Linked DNA regions of Mus musculus: region 1 is linked to region 2. Evidence: chromatin contacts called from public promoter capture Hi-C data. All regions are on one chromosome and are shown on one strand. Each heading gives the region's core, a stretch centred on a gene start, on an enhancer-like site or on the middle of the called end of the contact. The rest is flanking DNA. Distances are from core to core; before and after follow the strand shown.

Evidence for each region. Promoter capture Hi-C pulls out the DNA fragments that hold promoters and counts their contacts.
Region 1: a promoter capture Hi-C map of neutrophils shows a contact between it and region 2, with 4 times the contacts expected there. The contact joins the enhancer-like site here to the promoter of Cebpzos in region 2. A contact is called at or near these places in 1 of 39 promoter capture datasets (neutrophils), 2 of 115 datasets of contacts at active chromatin or transcription factors (embryonic stem cells and pro-B cells) and 3 of 9 other capture datasets (adipose tissue, liver and macrophages).

The regions. Positions count from the first base shown.
Region 1 is chr17:79,331,373-79,337,269 of GRCm38.p6, forward strand. Cdc42ep3 (CDC42 effector protein (Rho GTPase binding) 3) reads right to left here. Exons shown (of 2, transcript NM_026514.3): 2 at 2,351-4,344. The coding sequence starts at 4,117. The coding sequence ends at 3,353. Among named protein-coding and RNA genes, the nearest start is that of Gm17315, 20 kb to the right of the region's middle. Within about 2 kb of position 1,764, at least 26 of the 459 cell types and tissues checked have an H3K27ac peak or open chromatin away from gene starts, as enhancers often do. A contact at or near this core is called in neutrophils, where this site is marked.
Region 2 is chr17:78,913,824-78,919,939 of GRCm38.p6, forward strand. Cebpzos (CCAAT/enhancer binding protein (C/EBP), zeta, opposite strand) reads left to right here and starts at 2,676. Exons shown (of 5, transcript NM_001177403.1): 1 at 2,676-2,870; 2 at 4,534-4,649; 3 at 5,233-5,277; 4 at 5,936-6,020. The coding sequence starts at 4,535. The coding sequence ends at 6,018. It overlaps Cebpz (CCAAT/enhancer binding protein zeta), which reads right to left. Exons shown (of 16, transcript NM_001024806.2): 16 at 5,180-6,116. The coding sequence ends at 6,058.

The sequences.
Region 1 (5,897 bases), core at 514-3,013, 420 kb after region 2:
AGTCTCATACAGCTTAAAGAGGTCTTCGGGTGGCTCACCATGTGGTGTGACATTGAGAATGTTCTCTTGTTGTGCTGGATCTAGTCTGAGAGTACGGGTGGGGACACAGGACAGTTGTATTATATTTACACCAAGGGCATGGGACACAGTGGTCTATTTATATACCTTAGTTGCTTACCATTCATAGTCTAGGAGGCCAATCCTAAACCGGAGGGTTTTGTCTGGGGCTAGGTTGCCAGTATAAATTCCCAAAGTGAGACTCACTGCAAAGAGGGCAGCATCCTGAGCTGCTTTATTGTTGCTGAAGCTCAAAGCAAAATGGCTCAGTCATCCCAGCTTGGCATTAATGGGAAGACTAGAAATATAACATATGCTCTTTTTTTTTGGTTTTTTTATTTTCTAAAATAGTTATCAAGTTAATTCACAGACTCCCAGGTCAGCACCATTCCATGATGTACAGTATTTGCAGTGGCCTTCAGTGAAAAGACCTAGCTTGAGGCTGTATCCTGGGTTTCTGGTTCTCCTTCCTGCTCAACCAATTGTCCTCTATGTGCTTGTTGACAGTGATGCTGGCCCACTGAGATTAATGACTGTATATTATGAGGAGCAAAGGACTCTGATATTATTTTTAGCATGTAATTTTTGGATGGAAAATATAGTTTGTTAGGTCTTACTGTCCATGAAAACAGACATCTACCTACACACAAAACAAAAAACAAAACTTTGCCTACTTTAAAAGGGTCACTACTTATGCAAATGATGACATATTTTTGGTATGTGGGTCACACACAGGTGGCTTGTCACTCATTTTTAGTTTACAAATGAAGTCCATTTGGGTTTCCTTAAATTCCTTAAATTAAGTGAAGATAAATTAGGATGTAAGTAGGATGGAGACACAGCTTGAGAACATCAAATCAGCTCTCAGCAGGTAAGAGTCTAAAGTGCCTCTTTGTAGGACAGAAAGTTAACTGCCACTTGGGCACCTGTTCAAGAGACTGGACCAGGCCATTTTCTTATAATAGGAGCGAATTTTTTGCTATGTCAAGTATACCTACAAGTGTACTTGAAGGTGTCTGTGTTTTAGTTGTTTGGTCCGGACAGAGTATGGATTTTGGAGAATATGGAGTTTAGTTTGGAAAAGTCAAGTGGGTAGACATGTGAGGGATGCAGAAGATGAGACTTTACCAGAGCCGTTCTCCACCATGGCTGGAAAGGCAGCAAAAAAGATGGAGACAAATCCCTCCCTCTTTCCCGGAAGTCATACAGCAGACAAAGGGTACAGTGAGACTGAATATGATCAGTAATTAAGATGGGAAAGTGTTAAGAGAGTTTGGCTGACACCAGCTACAAAAAAATGAGCTCGTGCAACTTGGCCTTAGAAAGTCTAAGAAGTTTCTGACCCATGACTGAGTGTGATCCCACAGAAAGGAACACTGGGAAGAAGCAGAGTGGAGATGCAGGACTTGGGGTTGCTTAATAGACTCAACGCTCTAGGGGAAACGATTTACTCTGTTTGGTTAGCCACCCAAAGTGGATCTCACTTCCTACGTTCAAAGGTTATCCCATGCATTATATGATTGAAGTCCAAGAACTCTAAACCCCAGGCCAGAGTCCCTGCTGCTGCCTTGGTGAAGGTGCCCTAGGGATACATCAAGCTGAGGGAGCTGGCACTCCCTGTTGGCAACAAAGCTCAGAGTCAGGAGGGGCGCCTAAAGATAGACAGGAATCTGTGTGCAATTTCCTGTTCTGGGTTCCTTAACCAATCTCCTCAGGGCATCTTGCAAAGGGGAAGGGCCCTTGAGTGGTCCTCTGAAGCTTCTGTGTCTGTAGGACCTACACAGCAAGGGAGCCTTTGTCTTACAGGATAAAATGCTGTAGCCAACCTTGAAGACAGGCATGCACAGGGCTTTGGTGGCCCTGTGGCAAAGGCTTATAGTCTTAGCTCCCCTCCCCCATCTCTGTCTTCTCTTCTCTCTTTTCTTTCTCTTTCTTCTCTCTCCTCTCGCTCCTCTTTCTATCCTCTCACCTCTCTTTCTATCCTCTCACCTCAATCTCAATCTCTCCCCCCCTTTCCACTTCTCCCCTCCCTCTCTATCTCCTCCCCTCACTCTCTTCCTCTCTTCTCTCTCTCAGCATGCAGGTTTGTATAAGCCAACAACAACAATAACACAATGATTGCCCATGTTCATTTCTCTTAAGTGTTCCTATTTCTAGAACCAAACTTGTAAAAAAGTCAAGACTGCAGTCATCTCTTGGCTTATGTTAAAGGTGTGGGTACATTTTAGGACTTTTACTAGATGGTCTTAAAATCTTTTCGGTTCTTGTTTATGACTATAAATGAACACGTTCATTTTAGCATTTACTCTTTATTGCGTGGTATGATGTACCCAAGTAATGTGAACATGAGCTGTCCTTAAATACCTACCTCACCTCCAGTCTCCACAGAAGCATCACCCTGTGCCTCCTACTGGGAGGAGGTAACACCCGAGCAACAGGGTCAGGCTGATAACGCATAGGGTTGGGCTGGTTTTGTTTTCAAATACACACGCGTAGCTTGCAAGGAAGCCCGAATGGAAACACGACAAATAACACTTGATGTATTATGTATAAAATGTAGACTTTGCAATAAAAAGCCAAAGGCACATAAAAATATATTTCAACTTTAAAAATAACTTAGTTACAGTAATACCTTGCTTGTTTTTAACCAACATGTAGCTGACAGTCAAACTTTTGCAACATGGAAATAATATACAGGGATATATAAAAACCACAAGGAAAAAAAATCCCAAATCCTGTAAGGTTGCTCGAATATGCAAAGAGTAAAATCATAACGCTGGAGACTTCGCTGTGGTGAACCCAAAAGATACAATATACAAAAAAGGCTAGGAAAAAAAGGCGTAGGTGCCAAATAAGTAAGTTTCCTTCTCATAACATGCAATGAATTGCCTTGGAGAGACCCATGGACCCAGCCCTCTTAGACAGCCTGGATTTCTGCATGTCTACAAACAAAACTGAGCATGTATGAGCATCAGCAATGCCTGTTGAAAATGAGCTCTGACTCACTTCCTCCTTTTTCTTTTCTTTTTTTTTCTTTTTTGCCAGAACAGGTTTTTTTGTTTTGTTTTGTTTTTTTTAATTTTTAAAAATTATTGTTTTCAAAATTTTTGCAAACAGGGCATGATGGTTAAAAAAATATTTTGTAGGAACAGGAGCGTTATTTTAGAAAATGCATCACATGGCTGCAAATAAAAACAGTCAGAGCAGCTCTTTCCATCAGCTGTGGTTAGTTGATTTTTTTGTTTTCTGCTTATTTTGGTACCTCTTACTCCCAAGAAAAAGAGCTGACTCCTGGCTACTTATTTTTATCCATGACATTCAGGACTTCATCCAAAAGTGAAGGCCCAAGATCCAACTGCAGGGAGAGCAGGGAGCCGGTCAGGTCAGAGAAGGACTCTTCTGATTTAGTCTTTGACTTCACAAGCTCACAGGAGGCAGGATGCTCAAACATGTCGTCCGCGGGCCAGTCGGAGGACTGTTCCGACAGGCTGGAGGAGTGGCTGTCGCGGCCCTGGCTGGACTGAGACCCGGAACCACTGGAGCCCCACGAGGTGTCTCCCTGGTGGACTGCCCCATTCTCTAACAGACTACTTTGCTCCTGAACTTTCTCTTCCATGACAGGCTCACAGCTGAGCCTTGGCAACTTAGGACGCCCAAAGGACTCCTGTTTGGAATGAAATGTCACTGGGGACAATAAGGGCAGCATCAGAGCCTGGGATCCCCCAATGGTGGGGAGGGAGATGGCATTTTTGAGCACCGGGGAGGGTGTTTCTGTGAACATTGAGTCCGAGGTGCTGTTGGCCCGGAAGAAGTCGTTATGCCCCGGGAACTGGCCAGAGTGTGCCTTCTCTTGGTTTCCCGGCAAGAGCTCATAATTCCCTTGAAGAAAGGAAATATCCCCAAAGACGTCATGCTGGCCCTCTTTGCCGATGTGTATAGTGTGACGAAAGTCCCCCAGGGGAGGACTGATCATATCAGGGGACAGAATGTCCCTCAGTTTAAATTTCTTTCCCTTCTTGTTGTTAGCCGCTTTCAGGTAAATTGGGGTCTTGGCAGGCATTTTGGAATTTGAGAATGTCTATTTCACAGACCAGGGAAAGAGTGACCTTCTGCACGGGTATCCTACACTTCCAAAACGTCCTTTTTCATAAGAATTGTCACATCATTTCTTCTCAAGTGGCTCTAAAAACGAGACAGGGTCTTGGAGATCTTGCTCAGCGCAGGGCCACGCGGGTCTTTCCGGAGAGCCAGTTACATTATCGAGTCCCTTCCACAGCTCAGAGAAACCTGGAAAAGACACCAGAGCAGGTTGTCATCTCCCAGCCTCCAGGGCCCACTCAGGCCTGCCACTCCCCAGAATATTACTCCCTCCCGTGCCTGGAGATAAAGGCAAGGCCAGCTCCCACGGAAAGCCCAACTTACTTCCTTCTACTAACTGTGTTAAGAACTCTAATCTCTGCAGGGATTCACTAATAAATCCTTAGTTCTTAGTTCAGGGGAAAACAGAAAAAGGGGTACTTAGCCCCTAAGCTAAATCATCCCTACTTTTTAAACATAGCTACAGGGGCTGGAGAGATGGCTCAGTGGTTAGGAGCACTGGCTGCTCTTCCAGGGGTCCTGAGTTCAATTCCCAGCAAGCACAAGGTGGCTCACAACCATCTGTAATGGGATCTGATGCCCTCTTCTGGCATGTCTGAAGACAGAGACAGTGTGCTCACATACATAAAAATAAATAAGTAAATAAATAATCTTTTAAAAACATAGCTACGGACATGGTTTTCTGAACACATCTGAGATCTTCATTTCCCTCTCTTCTCAAAACTGATGTCAAGGGACTAGAGACATACTCAGTGGTTAGAAGACTTCGCTGTTCTTATAGGGAACCTGGGTTAAGTTCCCAGCACCCATATGGGGGCTTACAACCACTTGCACCTTCAGGGGATCCGATGGCTCTCTGACCTCCATGGGTAGTAGCCATGTGTGTAATACACATACATATGTGCAGGCACTCACACATACACATACAACTTAAAAAACTTGCAAGCAGCATAGGACCAACTGGGTCTGTTTTAAAATTATATTCTTTGCTTTGAATGCACATTAACAACACTGACAGTGATTTATTGAGATCTGCATACAAACAAAATTAAATGACTATCCCTAAAGAAGAAGGCTGGACATTATCATTTAATAAGTGATACGCCTCATTAGAAAGCATTCTTACTGATGGGGAGATAAGACTAAGGATGGGGTACCAACACTCTGGAAGAACAGAGAAGAGCTACAGCTGGAAGCAAGCTGTGGTGCGGAAAATACTGAGCCTTCCTTCCACCCAGGACTCCAGAGGATACTGGGATTCTGGGAAGAAAGAAGAACTGCTCCACTTCAAGACATACCGAGAGCATCTATATAACAAGTTGGGCTGCCCCTGAGGATCTTTTGGAACATCACTGATAGGCGCATGCCCTGTCTCTGTGGGAGCTGAGGGGGTTCTAAAGTAAGCCTTCCTGCCTCCCTGGTGTTCATGCCTTTGCAGATCCAACTGTGACTTGCTTCTACCCAAGGAAATAAGGCAGCAGTCACTCCCTGGTTAGGTTACAGAAGCCCCCATCTGAGCTGAAGAGAAGGAGGGTAAGAAAGGGAGAGTAAAGGAAGGGCGGGGAGATGGAGAGGGGGCTAAAAAAGGCTCCGTGTAGAGGTGCTCCCGCATGCTTATGTACCTGACCAAGCTTCCTTGCTGGCGTTGAAGTAGAAATTGATTTACCCCACCTAGTCTCTGATGACACACACAGTTCCGGTCCAAACCTTGGTCAGATCCCAGTGAGGCCCAGGCTCTAAGC
Region 2 (6,116 bases), core at 1,426-3,925:
ACATGTGTGCCTGCTGCTTTTGGAGGTCAGAAGAGAACATTGGATCACCTGGAGCTAGAGTTGTTGAACTAGGGTTGCTTGGGCGCTGGGAATTGAACTCAAGTCCTCTGCAAGAAAAACAAGTACTCTATACTGCCTAGCCATCTCTCTAGCCACTCAAATTCTTGTAGTGAAAAGGTCAGCTCAGGAACTTTGGGAAGGTTATGACACCCCTCCACCCCCCCCAAGCCCCCCCACCCCCCAGACAAGGGAGAAGCTAATTAGCATTTCTTAGACCACAGGGTAGCAACGGACCTGTGGGTGGGTGGGGACACATTCCGCAGGACTGACTGTTGCTCACTTTCAAACAAGGTGAAGTCCTTGTCACCTCATTCCCTAAAGACTAATCAGTTTAAAGGGTGCACTGTTCTGCCAATCATATTGTGCCGAGTTGCTAATGCTCTGTTCTGCCCCTGGAAACCTTATAAAAACAGCCTAACTGGTGATGGTGGTTGCTGCCTGTCCTTCGGGTCTGGGATGACCCCAGTGCACTGGAACAATAAATTCCTCTTGCTTTTTGCAGCGATCCTGGCTCCACATGGTTCACTTAGGGGGATCCCTGGTAAGAATGCTAAATCTGTATGGTAGCTTGCCTCATCAAGTTCCGCAGTAAATTCAGTTTTGAGACCATAAGCAACTTGATCACATGTCTCAAGTAATAAAATCTGTTTATCATTTGGTTTTAACTTTGTCATCTTATTTATGAAAAGTAAATGATTTAGTTTTAGTCAGTGTCAATGTTTTAAAAGAACTCCTGGGACTGGTGCTTATTTATTCCTTCATTCCATGAAACCCACGGTTTTGAGGATTTTCATAACATACATTTGTCATGCTTTTGTGCATACATGTTCTTGATGTGCTGTATAATGATACTCCATTACATGTAAGCACAGGGTGGCTTTTGCATCCTCTTCTATTGGTTTTACAAATGTGTTTCTCTCTTTTACCTGCCATTAATGGGGTATCAACCAAAGGAGATATATTGATGGTGGACAAAGAAAATGGGCTTAACATATATTTTATTGCGCCATATAAGTTCCTTGATTTAGTTGTGTCTTCTAAGGACACTAAATACATCATTTTTGGATGACATTGCATTTGTCAAAAAGACCACTAATAAAAATGGCTAGTTGAGCCATGTCTTTGTCATTGCGTTATTGCTCTTAAGAGACACCACAACCAAGGCAATTCATAAAGAAAAAGGACTTAATTGAGAGCTGACCTACAGTTTCAGAGGTAATTTACTGTCTACTTGGTGGAGCTGGAGAAGTCGCTGAGAGCTCTACAGTCTGATCCATAGGCAAAGAGAAAGACTGGGTCTGGTGTGGACTTTTGAAACCTCAAATCACACCCCCAGTGACACACTTCCTTCAACAAGGCCACACCTTGCACCTTGTTGAATCCTTATAATCTTTTTGACACTTGTACTCCCTGGTGTAACTTTAATTTTTCCAAATCCCATTTAAAAAAAAATATTTATTATTATATGTAAGTACACTGTAGCTGTCTTCAGATGCACCAGAAGAGGGCGTCAGATCTCATTATGGTTTTGAGCCACCATGTGGTTGCTGGGATTTGAACTCAGGACCTTCAGAAGAGCAGTCGGTGCTCTTAACCACTGAGCCATCTCTCCAGCCCTCAAATTCCATTTTTAATGATGGTTTTTAAACACTTTAACCTTCCTTGTAACCCACCACTCACCAGAGGTAGTGGGAAAGAAAGGATACGGGGGGGGGGGGGGAAGTGGAACTGTTTAGAAAGGTTCTTTGGAGCAACTCCCTTCTGTGTTGTCTGGAAATCAGTTCAGTTCACAGGTTAGCAGGCAGCGGTAGTTGGATCCACTGGCAAACACCTCATGGATACAGTTCTGTAGAGTCAGGTTAGCAACAGCAGTGACATGTCCAGATGTTCGAATCAACAGTCGGAACCAACAGGAACAGGGAATCGAAGATGCAAGATCCATAAGTGTTGCACAGTTAGCTGTACCAGTGAGCCAAGTCAAGCCAAGCCAAGCTAAGCTAAGCCAAGCCAAGCCACTCCCCCTCCCCCAATTTCCATTATGTTTACCTTGAACGTTTTGTTGGGCAGCATTCATAGCTTCCTGTGTTTGCTTGTTTGAGACAGGGTTTCTCCGTGCAGCCCTGGCTGTGGATCTCTGAGGACAGACTGCATTTTAATAAAAGTGGATATAGTCTGACATTCCAGGCTTTGTCATGCACGTGGTCCCTCTTTAGGCATTCCTATGCCCCATCTCCTATCTTTCCTTCCCTTAGGTCAGCCCTCTTCTTGACTATTGGGCAGCACCTAGGCACAGCGCTTCTCACCTTTAATGTGTAAAGGAATTGTCTAGGAACCTGGCTAAAGGGCAAATCCCAATTTAGGGTCCCACTTTTCTGGCCACTCTCTGGCGATGGGTTGTTCCCGTTCTGATACATTTTGGGTTTAGAGTGGGAGAGACGATCCATGTGCAGAGTTTGGAGATGGTGTCCTGGGTTCAAATGTGAATTCTTTTACTTGGGTGTGACCGCGGGCAGGATAACCTTGCCTAAACGATACCAGCTTCCCACAGCTAGTTAGGTCAGGTTCCTCTGTGGGGCGTGGCTAAAGCTGGGGGCGTGGCGCTAAGACCGTGCGCTTGCGCAGTCGGGTTGCGGAGGCCTCAGGTAAGGACCGGGCAGTGTTTCTTGTCCTCTGTTCCCCAATGTGTGGCGCGTGGGGTCTGTGACATTCTTGGGTGTGGGGAACACTCGAGCGAGCCCGCCCCGCAGGCGCAGGAGCGCGAGCGTTTCCGGGTCGCCGAGCCGCGACGCATGCTGGGACCAGGACCCCGGGTAAGGCTGGGTGCTCGCTGTTGGATCCTTGCAGGGCAGCAGCCCCCGGTCGCAGCGCCGCCTTTCCTCCCTCGGGCCTACACTGGAGCACACGCAGGGTTGCTTCTCCTGCGCTGCAGCCCCAGGCGCTCCTGTGCAACAAGGCTCCGTGGTCTTTGGTCTCCCTGAGCCATCTTGTCTGGACAGTGTGTCTCTGGTGACAAACGTGCTTTATTATTAAGTAGACAAGTCCCGAAGCGCAGGGCTTTGGAATGTGGCACGTCCATCAGTTTTTAAGAAATTAAGTGTTTTATTAATATCATTATTTGGACTGTTTGATATCTTAGCATCACTCTCTTCCAATCAAAAAAGATTTCGCTCAGATCCCGTAAGTTGTGGAACAGGATGCAGGCAGGTGTGCCCTGTCCTCGCCCTGAAACCTTAAAACCGCCCTTGAGAACTTAGAACTGAGCGGGACCGTCAGTGATTTAGCAGAGTACTGGGAAATCGAGGAACACAGCTGTCCCTTCTGCCTCCTCCCCAGTTTTTTATTTGCTTCGTTTTAAAAATGAGAATAATACAGTTTTTTTTTTTTCTGGTCCCTGAGTAATTCCCATTACTAAAGTGAAAAACGAACGTTGGAGGAGGGACACATGGTAACAGAGTCCAAGGCGAATCCTGATAGTGTTTAATTATTTTCATGCTTAGATACCATGAAAGGGACGTAAAAGCAGGGGAAAGGACTGGCTGATCCTGAACATTAAAGAACAGCCTGTCTCAGCATTGAGCAGTGGGAAAATATCAGAATATTAGATCAAAAGCTTAGTAGTTTGGGGTTATAGGGAGTTAGTTATAAAGCCTGAGCTACCTTTTGCATATTTAGCAAGACAAAACCTTATTTACTGGATAACGGTTCTTCAAAGACACCTTCTTTTGACTGTTGGAAACTGAGCCTACTACTCATGCTAATAGCTTGCATGCTCCCGTTCTCGGTTTGTCTCTGCGTACAGGGGGGAAGACTTCAGTTACTCGAAGCTTTGCCATGGACTGGGTCACCACCAGTCAACTTCTCCCCCATGGGCCAGGGCTTTGTATAAAACCTGGAGTGACTTCACGGGGGGGGGGGGGATTACTGGGGTGCCTGCCACCCTAGTCTTGCTGAATCAGGATCTGGGGACTGGGAAGTGGTCTGAAGGCTTAGGAACGCACGCTGCTTTGGGGATGGTGCATTGAAGTGTTCCAACACTGAGACTGCCTTAGAGCCAAGACTGGTTTGCTACCGTCTGGTTTCATATCCGTCTAGGAAAGGCATGAACTGTGGTGCAACTTAACAAAAGTACCTTCCTCTTGCAGGGCAGTCTCCAAAAGGGCCTTCCAATGCTGTTCCTATTATTAGACTGTATTATAATTCCTAGGTCAGCTAAAAAGTTTCTCTCTAACAGACACTAAAAAGCCTTAGTTCCTCCAGTTTTGCTTTGTAAAGAGCTCTATACCTTCTCAGAATTTCTGTGGTTTATCACACTCCTTAGGCATGGAGATCGGAAACTGCATGTAGGAATGTCTAAACGAAACACATACTACCCTTGAGGTTCATACAAGCACTGAGACTGGGGGTGGAGGTTTTTCTTTATAGATGTGGCAACAGAAATCTAAACATGCTCATCCATCCATGTTGTTAATGTAGGATGGCTCGGATCATGGAACCGCTGGCGAGGAAGATCTTTAAAGGAGTGCTAGCAGCTGAGCTTGTGGGTGTCGCTGGAGCTTACTGTCTGTTTAAAAAGATGCACTCCAGCCAAGGTAAACTCAGCTCAGCAATTGTTTTCTAGCAGGGGATGCACTCAATGTTGGTGACATTTCTGGGCAAAAATGTTTCTTGAGACTGAAGGTATCGGACGTTTTTATGGGCAGGAGGGGAGCGAGGCTGTTATTGTACCTGCAGACTAGGAGTGTCTGGGTTTTACCTGGGAAGGGTAGAACAGACGTCCCTATTCTGGCTCAGAACTGAACGGAATGGGTGGAGGCAGCTCAGCCTGCCCGTCATACTTACTTGTAGAAAAAGCTAACACCGCTGTGGGCAGTGATGGTGCACACCTCTCCCAGAACTCGGGAGGCAGAGGCAGGTGGATCTATGTGAGTTCGAGGCCAACCTGGTCTACAGTGATTTCCAGGACATCTAGGGCTACTGTGAAACCCTGCCTTGAAAAACAAAAACCAAACAAAACGATAAAGGCTATATTTTAAGATGAATGTAATTTGTATACTATCCTGTAAGATTTACTTCTTGGATTAGTAGATGGACCTTAGTACAAAATGCTAATAGACACTAATATACTAAATTGTTGTTTAATATGTTAATACAGTGATTTTTTTTTAATATCAGATTTCAGACAAACAATGAGCAAGAAATTTCCATTCATTTTGGAAGGTATGTTTTTCTTCAAGTAAAAATTCAAGTGTGAAACAACCTATAGATTCTGTGATGTTTTTACAACTTTAGAGCAAGTGACCTTATTTTGTTATTGGTTTCAAACACTAGTTGCTTCCTGGGACCACACAGTAAGGACTCACACCTATTACTTAGATGAGAACAGCTAGCTCTTGTTTTAATCCTTATTCCCCTGTTTACTGATCAACCTGCAGGCTTTATAAACAATGGACAAAAGTGCTGTCACTGAGTTATATACCCCACGTGCCAGCTGGAGTTTTCATTCGTTCAGTGGTTAAGATTATAGATTCCAGAGCGAGACCTAAGGGTTGGGACGGGCACAAACCATAGTTACTGCTGTAAAGACTGTTTTCCTCCGGTGTACTATGTTCTCAGAGATACTGCTTTCTCTTGGGGAGAGCCAACGCTGACCCTGATAGTTAGAGTTGACCACAGTGACATCATGCACTTAGCCTAAGCATGGTACCTGGTCCCGGACAAGCAGCCCATCACAGAGGTCTGGAGAGTGGTTACAGCTCCCGTGTGGACATGGAGCCCCGCTGTCCTTTCGTTTGCTATGTAGCAATATGGAAGAATTCTTTCACTATAAGTTTAAATTTTGTGTAATTTTATAAATGACAGTACTTTGTTTCCACAGTTTATTACAAATCCATTGAACAGTCTGGAATGTATGGAGTTAGAGAGAAAGATGAGGAAAAATGGTTGACTAGCAAAAACTAAGGGTAAGTATAATCTTAATTTATTGTCACCCTGAAGATGTCACTTCCTCTGCCGTTTGGGTTTCTGAGGGGCTTTCATCTTCTTCCTGAAATTTTTCT